Regions from separate parts of the Mus musculus genome. Here region 2 is linked to region 1. The links are chromatin contacts, called in public Hi-C maps. All regions are on one chromosome and are shown on one strand. Each heading gives the region's core, a stretch centred on a gene start, on an enhancer-like site or on the middle of the called end of the contact. The rest is flanking DNA. Distances are from core to core; before and after follow the strand shown. Region 1 has its middle 40 kb from the start of Gm34507. Region 2 has its middle 7.3 kb from the start of Gm41517.

Region 1 (2,781 bases), core at 34-2,533:
CAGAGAGAAACAGACAGGAAGAAAGGGCTACATCCATGGGCCGGAAGCTCTGACCTGGGTGCTACTCAGGGCTCTTGCATGCATTGCATTTTTGGGTTGGACTTAGGGTTGGATCTTAGAAGCTTTGATTCTAGGAGATAAGTCTTCCTCTGGGATGGTCTGAGGAGCTTTCTGGTCTCTTAGCTAGTAAAGCTGTGAACTAAAAGCCCTCAATGAATCTTTTTCTTTTGCTAAATTCTTTAAGGCAAGCAACTGCATCACACACTTCTTATTTTGACCGCATGTATTGTAGCAACCACCATGTGGACACCCAAAGCCTTGTCTTGTAAGTGATAGTTTAGTGAATATGTTTGCTATTGTGTACCACAGGTTACTAATGGCCTCTCTTTACTGTCAGTGACAGGACATTGATGCCTGGAAACCTAACCATATCTAATTCTACATAAGCTAGTGCCAGTTTTAATGTCCCCTAGAGTCTCCTGCCCTTACCAGTATGGATCCAGGCAGGTTGGATCAGAGAAGCCAGGCCACTGGCTGGGGCATGCAAATAGGATTTCAGGCAGCAACTAGACCAGAGGGTAGTGTGAAAGCTGGCATAAAGTCTGTGGAAGTCTAGTTCCTTTGTACTGGTTTTAAGTTAGAAGCGCTAGGAGTTGGGGAGAAAGCTAGACACAGAAAATTTGGGGCACACCAGAAACTGTGGTGATGAGTTACACTTTCAAGGACAAGCCATCAATCTTGTCTCTCATTGACTTTAGCCTTGGTGACATGAACAACCGCAGAAGTGGCTGGTGGCCTTTGCAGTAACGCTTCACATACTGGGCACAGGGACCAGAGCAGCAGGAAGTTGGCAGGTGTATGAGTCAGGTCAGCAACAGAAAGTACGAGCTGGGACTGTCCCTTAGCGGGTTATCCCGAGTCTTCATTCCTGCCTTAGAAGTGGCCTGCCAGATTTTTCATGGCCAGCCCTAAAGCCAGAACCAGTTAGGTTAAGAAATCTTCAGACATTAAGTTTGCCTTAGCTCTGGTGTTATCCAGGATCCCTGCCAGAAAGAAGTTTCTGGGGCAGATGCGTACAATGTTCAAAAGTGTGGGTGGTGGGCACAGGCTGAGCTGGTAGCTGACGGCTTGGGTCGTCAGGGTACAGATTAGGAGGTACTAGGGTGGTATCCTTCAAACAAACTGGGTGGGAACAATTTCAGTACCTTATACACCCGCAGTTAACATCCAGGGGAAAGCGCCGGGGAATCTAGGCGAGTGACACCCGGGGCAACTCCTGTGAGTCAGGGAGTTTTGTAAACTTTGCAACAGGGAGTGGCATGGGCAGAAGGAAGGCTGTATGCTAGGAAGATATCGGGAACTGGAAGGCTCTTGTTGGCACTTCCAGGTTCTATGCCCTTCAATAAGGACTCGGAGCTGCCGCATGTGGATAGTGGTAGACACAGAGAGAATTAGTTAATAAAGCCTTTGGAGGCAAGGAGAAGGGCTACCCAGTCAGGAAAGGTTAGACTTTCAATAGCAAAGACTATATAAATGATTGGGGTTTTTCTATTGCAGTACCACAGGTTTTTGGGTCATTTCCAAGTGTGTGCATTCCTGTGCATACTCTGTTCCAGGTTGGCCTTGGCGCATGCTCTGTTATAGGTTGGCCTTGGCGCATGCTCTGTTCCAGGTTGGCCTTGGCGGCTGCGGTTTCCAGTGTTTCTGCCAACTGGCTTGTTTCCTATGCCAATATTAATTCTTCTCTCTCCACTTTACTCTCCTGCCACAGTTTTAGATTTATTTATTTATTGTGTTCATTAAGAGGAGAGGGTAGTGCAGGTTTCCAAGCAGAGGCCAGCCTGCAGAGAAGCTGGATAGAAGGGGCTGGTTTTAGAAAAAGTAGAGCGACAGCTCTTTATCATACATGAGGGGAAGAGGGGAGAGGAAAGAAGTGGGGTGAATGTGAACAGGAAAGAAGCAGGAAAGAAAAAAAAAACCCTCACAAACCACGTCTATCTCTGCTAAACAGAAAGGAAACGAGTCCAAGGCAGGGTGGGGAATCTGGATTCAGACCAGAGGGATAAGTTGGCGTCCACAAGGAGAGAACCGACAAGCTTCACAGAGAAACTTGAGAATACCCTCCTGTGAGCAGGAGGCTCTACCCCTGTGAGCTCTCCTCCCTTGTCATTGGCTGAATTGGCTCATCCTAGATGTTCAATCTTAGTGCAATTAAAAGACATTGAGTTCATAGCCTTACCTCATAAGTTTAATTTTCTAATAGGGATTTTGCTCACTTATGAACCTTATTTCTGTATTCCTTTTGCTTTGACATCTGCTAAATAAGGCTGACTAGACAATTGGGTATACCTTCACTCTACAGGGTTGATAAGAGTTTAAACTAGTTGGCTTTCATATTTGAGGGTAGAAATGTATTCAGTTTTCCTGGTTGCTCCTTAAAACCCGGTAGGAGCCTCACGGTCTAAGGTGAATAGGCCTGAGTTGGATCACATGGCTGCCCACTAAAGCTCTGATCTGTGTTGGCTGGGCTAAGTTGGGCAAGCTCTTTCCCTGGTCTGCAGCAGTGGTGTAGTAATGGTACAGATGCCAAAGGAGGTGCCATGAGAAGTGAGCGGAATAACCCACAAAGCCCAGCATGGTGCGGGCATGTGCCAAGACTTGGAGATTACCTGCAGGTGGAGAGGTAGACAGAGACTTGGACAACAGCTGTGCCTGGAGTAGGTTTAAGATACTATCTTCTGGGATCTTTGAAAGGTTCCCGACAGAGCTGGTATCTTTCCC
Region 2 (3,031 bases), core at 431-2,930, 110 kb before region 1:
TCCCTCTCCCCCACCACCTCTCTTTTAAGATAGGATCTTATGTAGGATCAGCCCAAAGGCTGGTCTCAAACATGCCACGTAGTGAAGGATTGTAGAGAGGCTCTCTTACAAGCATCACCTGCCAATAAATAAAGCTTACAGCCAATGAGCTGAGGCAGGAAATAGGAGGTGGAACATCCAGCAGGGATACAGAGAATTCTGGGATAGACGAACATGGGAGGTTTTTGGGGTTGCCAAGGAGATGGATGTAAGAAGATAAGGAGAGGGAACCAGCCATGTAGCTGAATCTAGCTTAGAATTAGAGGATAATAAGTTGAGAGTTAGTTGGAGAGTAAGCCAAAGCTTATGGCATACACATTTATCAGTAAACAATTATCGAGTCTTTATTTCTGGGAGTTAAGCGGTTGGGAAGAAAAACTCGATTTTACTTATACCTCTGGCTGACTGAAATTCACTCTGTGGACCACGATAGCCTCAGATTCATGGAGATCTCCTCCCTCTCTCTTCCTTGGCCCTGAACTTTTGCCTGCACCTCCCTGATTACAGGTGTGCCTTGCCATGTCTGGATCTTTATTATTCTTTATAACTTTGATAATTTAAAAAAGATATTATTTTCTGAGGCCAGGGAGATGGCTCAGTTAGTAAAGCCATGCCTGGAAAACCTAAGGATTCAAGTTGTGTATCCTCAGGACCCACGTGCAAAGGCTTGGTGTGGCATCCTGGGTTTTAATATCAGCCCTGGAGAGAGGGAGGCAGGAGGCAGGCAGACCCCTCAGCTCACAGGCCGGCCAGCCTAGCTCACACAGAGAGTTCCAGGACAGTGAGATACTTTGCCTCAAAACCAAAACTGAACACAGAAAAGGGAAGAATCACAAAGATCTGGGATGGCTCGGTCAGTTAAATGCTTCTTCTGGAAGTGTGAAGACCTGCATGAAGCCCACCACTGTAGGAAAAGCCCAGGTACCCAAGGCCTGGAATCTAGGGCTGGGCGGCCAAGCGGGCGGGGGTGGGGTGGGGTGGCTGTCGAGACAAAACAAGCAAACAGAAGTAACAGAAGTTTGTCAGACAAGCAAGCAAAAAGAAACAGAACAAAAAGAGGGCTACAACTGTTGTGTAGTCTAAAGTAGCAGTAGCTTCCTAAAGTAATAATCCAGGCACACTCCAATAGAAGTCAGGCACAAAGGCTAGGCTCATTTAGCATACAAATAGGCACTATAACAAACACTAACTTCAATTACAGTTAAATGTTATAAAATCTCACAAAACTCAATAATGTAACTTTATTTTTAATTAATTAATTAATTAAGAGTAAGAGTCAGGGTCTCGCTCTGTACTCCTCACTTTCCTAGAACTCATTATAAGTGCCAAACGGTGGGAGGCAGAGGCAGGCGGATTTCTAAGTTCGAGGCCAGCCTGGTCTACAGAGTGAGTTCCAGGACAGCCAGGACTACACAGAGAAACCCTGTCTCGAAAAAACAAACAAACAAACAAAAGACCAAACTGGTCTCGAACACACAGAGATCCACCTGCCTCTGCCTCTTCAGTGCCAGGATTAAAGACATGTACCACTGTGCCTGGCCTAATTTTTATTTTTTATTTTAATTAGAGTTAACAAGCCTCCCTGTAGTTCATGGTACTCCTTACACTTTTTAGGCACATGCTCTTTGAAACCACCACCCTTACTATGACCACGGCTTTAAAATAGAAGAACTAAGCTAGAAAGACAGGTCAGCCTTTTAAATAAACAGTTTTTTTCTAATATGGTTAAACTGTTTTATTTTTTTGGTGGTGGTGGTGGTGGGGGGAGATTGTTGTTGTTGTTGTTGTTGTTGTTGTATCAGCTATGTTTGAGAAAAGTTTATTTTAGCTTCTCAACTCATTACTGCTGATGGCGCTGAGTCCACAGATCGCTCCAGTCTTTTGAAGTCACCGTCACAGCAAGCCAGTCAGGCCAACTGCATTTTTTTTTTTTTTAAACCACACCCCGTGTTTCACTCAGACCTACCTTGCCAGGGCTGTTCTTGGCAGCGGGGTGTGCCAAGGGAGCTATGTAGCCAAGTCACATGGCTCTTGAGCTGGGAGTGGAGCCACAAATTGGCTGGACTCTCCTCCTGGGGATAACATTCATGTTCCACAGAGTCCGCAGAAAGCAGAGTGTCGCTGGGACACTGGGACCCAGTACCTAAAGCCCCTCTGAAGCTGTTGCTTCCTCCGGAGCCTGGGCTGATCCACGCGAGTTGGAAGATCCGATTCCAAATGATAGCTCTGAGATCAAAAGAGGATAAACAAGATCGTGAAAATAATCATTAGTGGGTCCGGCTGCATCCCACTGGTGAGGAAGGAACGGAGCGACTTCCTTGTGTTCCAGCCATGCTTATGGCTCCCCACACACATGTGCACACGCACCTGCACACATACAAAAGTGAGTGTAATTTAAAGATTAAAAAAAGGCAAATAGAAAACATAAACTAAGATGCTGGAAATAAATACAAAATTAGCAGTTGTAACAAATGCAAACGAGCCCATCTGCTTCAAAATAGAGATCACCTGAACTGCGATAGAGCCATTTCATGAACCTTCACATCTGCAGGAGAAAGAACTATGGGAAATAAAAGCCAGATAAATACTAAGCTGGTAAAGGTGGTGGCATATCAATTATGTTTAATATACTTTAGGCACCAACATTCAGCCTAAGAGGGTCATCATTAAATTAAAAAGAAAGAAAGAAAGAAAGAAAAAAGAGTGGCTGCATAATCTTGAGCACCTGAAATCAGTCTCTGAGAGCCATGAATAGAAGGAAAGAGCCAGTTCCCATAAGCCGTCCTCTGCCCTCTGTGCAGCGTTATTGCACGGACATCCCTACACATACACATACACACACACACACGCGCACACGCACATGCACACACACATGCACACATATGCACACACACACTAATGGTAATGTTAATAATAATTATTATAACAACCGCTAAGAAATTATAACAATCCTGAATTTGCATGTACCCAACATTGTCTCAAAAATAACAGA

What was found. A called contact is a pair of places that touch in the nucleus more often than the background predicts.
Region 2: a Hi-C map of liver shows a contact between it and region 1, with 2.4 times the contacts expected there. The contact joins two enhancer-like sites. A contact is called at or near these places in 2 of 39 promoter capture datasets (both in liver), 4 of 484 Hi-C or Micro-C datasets (liver, nephron progenitors and uterus) and 2 of 115 datasets of contacts at active chromatin or transcription factors (liver and pancreatic cancer cells).

What each region holds. Positions count from the first base shown.
Region 1 is chr17:4,867,128-4,869,908 of GRCm38.p6, reverse strand. No RefSeq gene overlaps it. Among named protein-coding and RNA genes, the nearest start is that of Gm34507, 40 kb to the left of the region's middle. Within about 2 kb of position 1,283, at least 53 of the 459 cell types and tissues checked have an H3K27ac peak or open chromatin away from gene starts, as enhancers often do. A contact at or near this core is called in liver, where this site is marked.
Region 2 is chr17:4,973,965-4,976,995 of GRCm38.p6, reverse strand. No RefSeq gene overlaps it. Among named protein-coding and RNA genes, the nearest start is that of Gm41517, 7.3 kb to the right of the region's middle. Within about 2 kb of position 1,680, at least 56 of the 459 cell types and tissues checked have an H3K27ac peak or open chromatin away from gene starts, as enhancers often do. A contact at or near this core is called in liver, where this site is marked.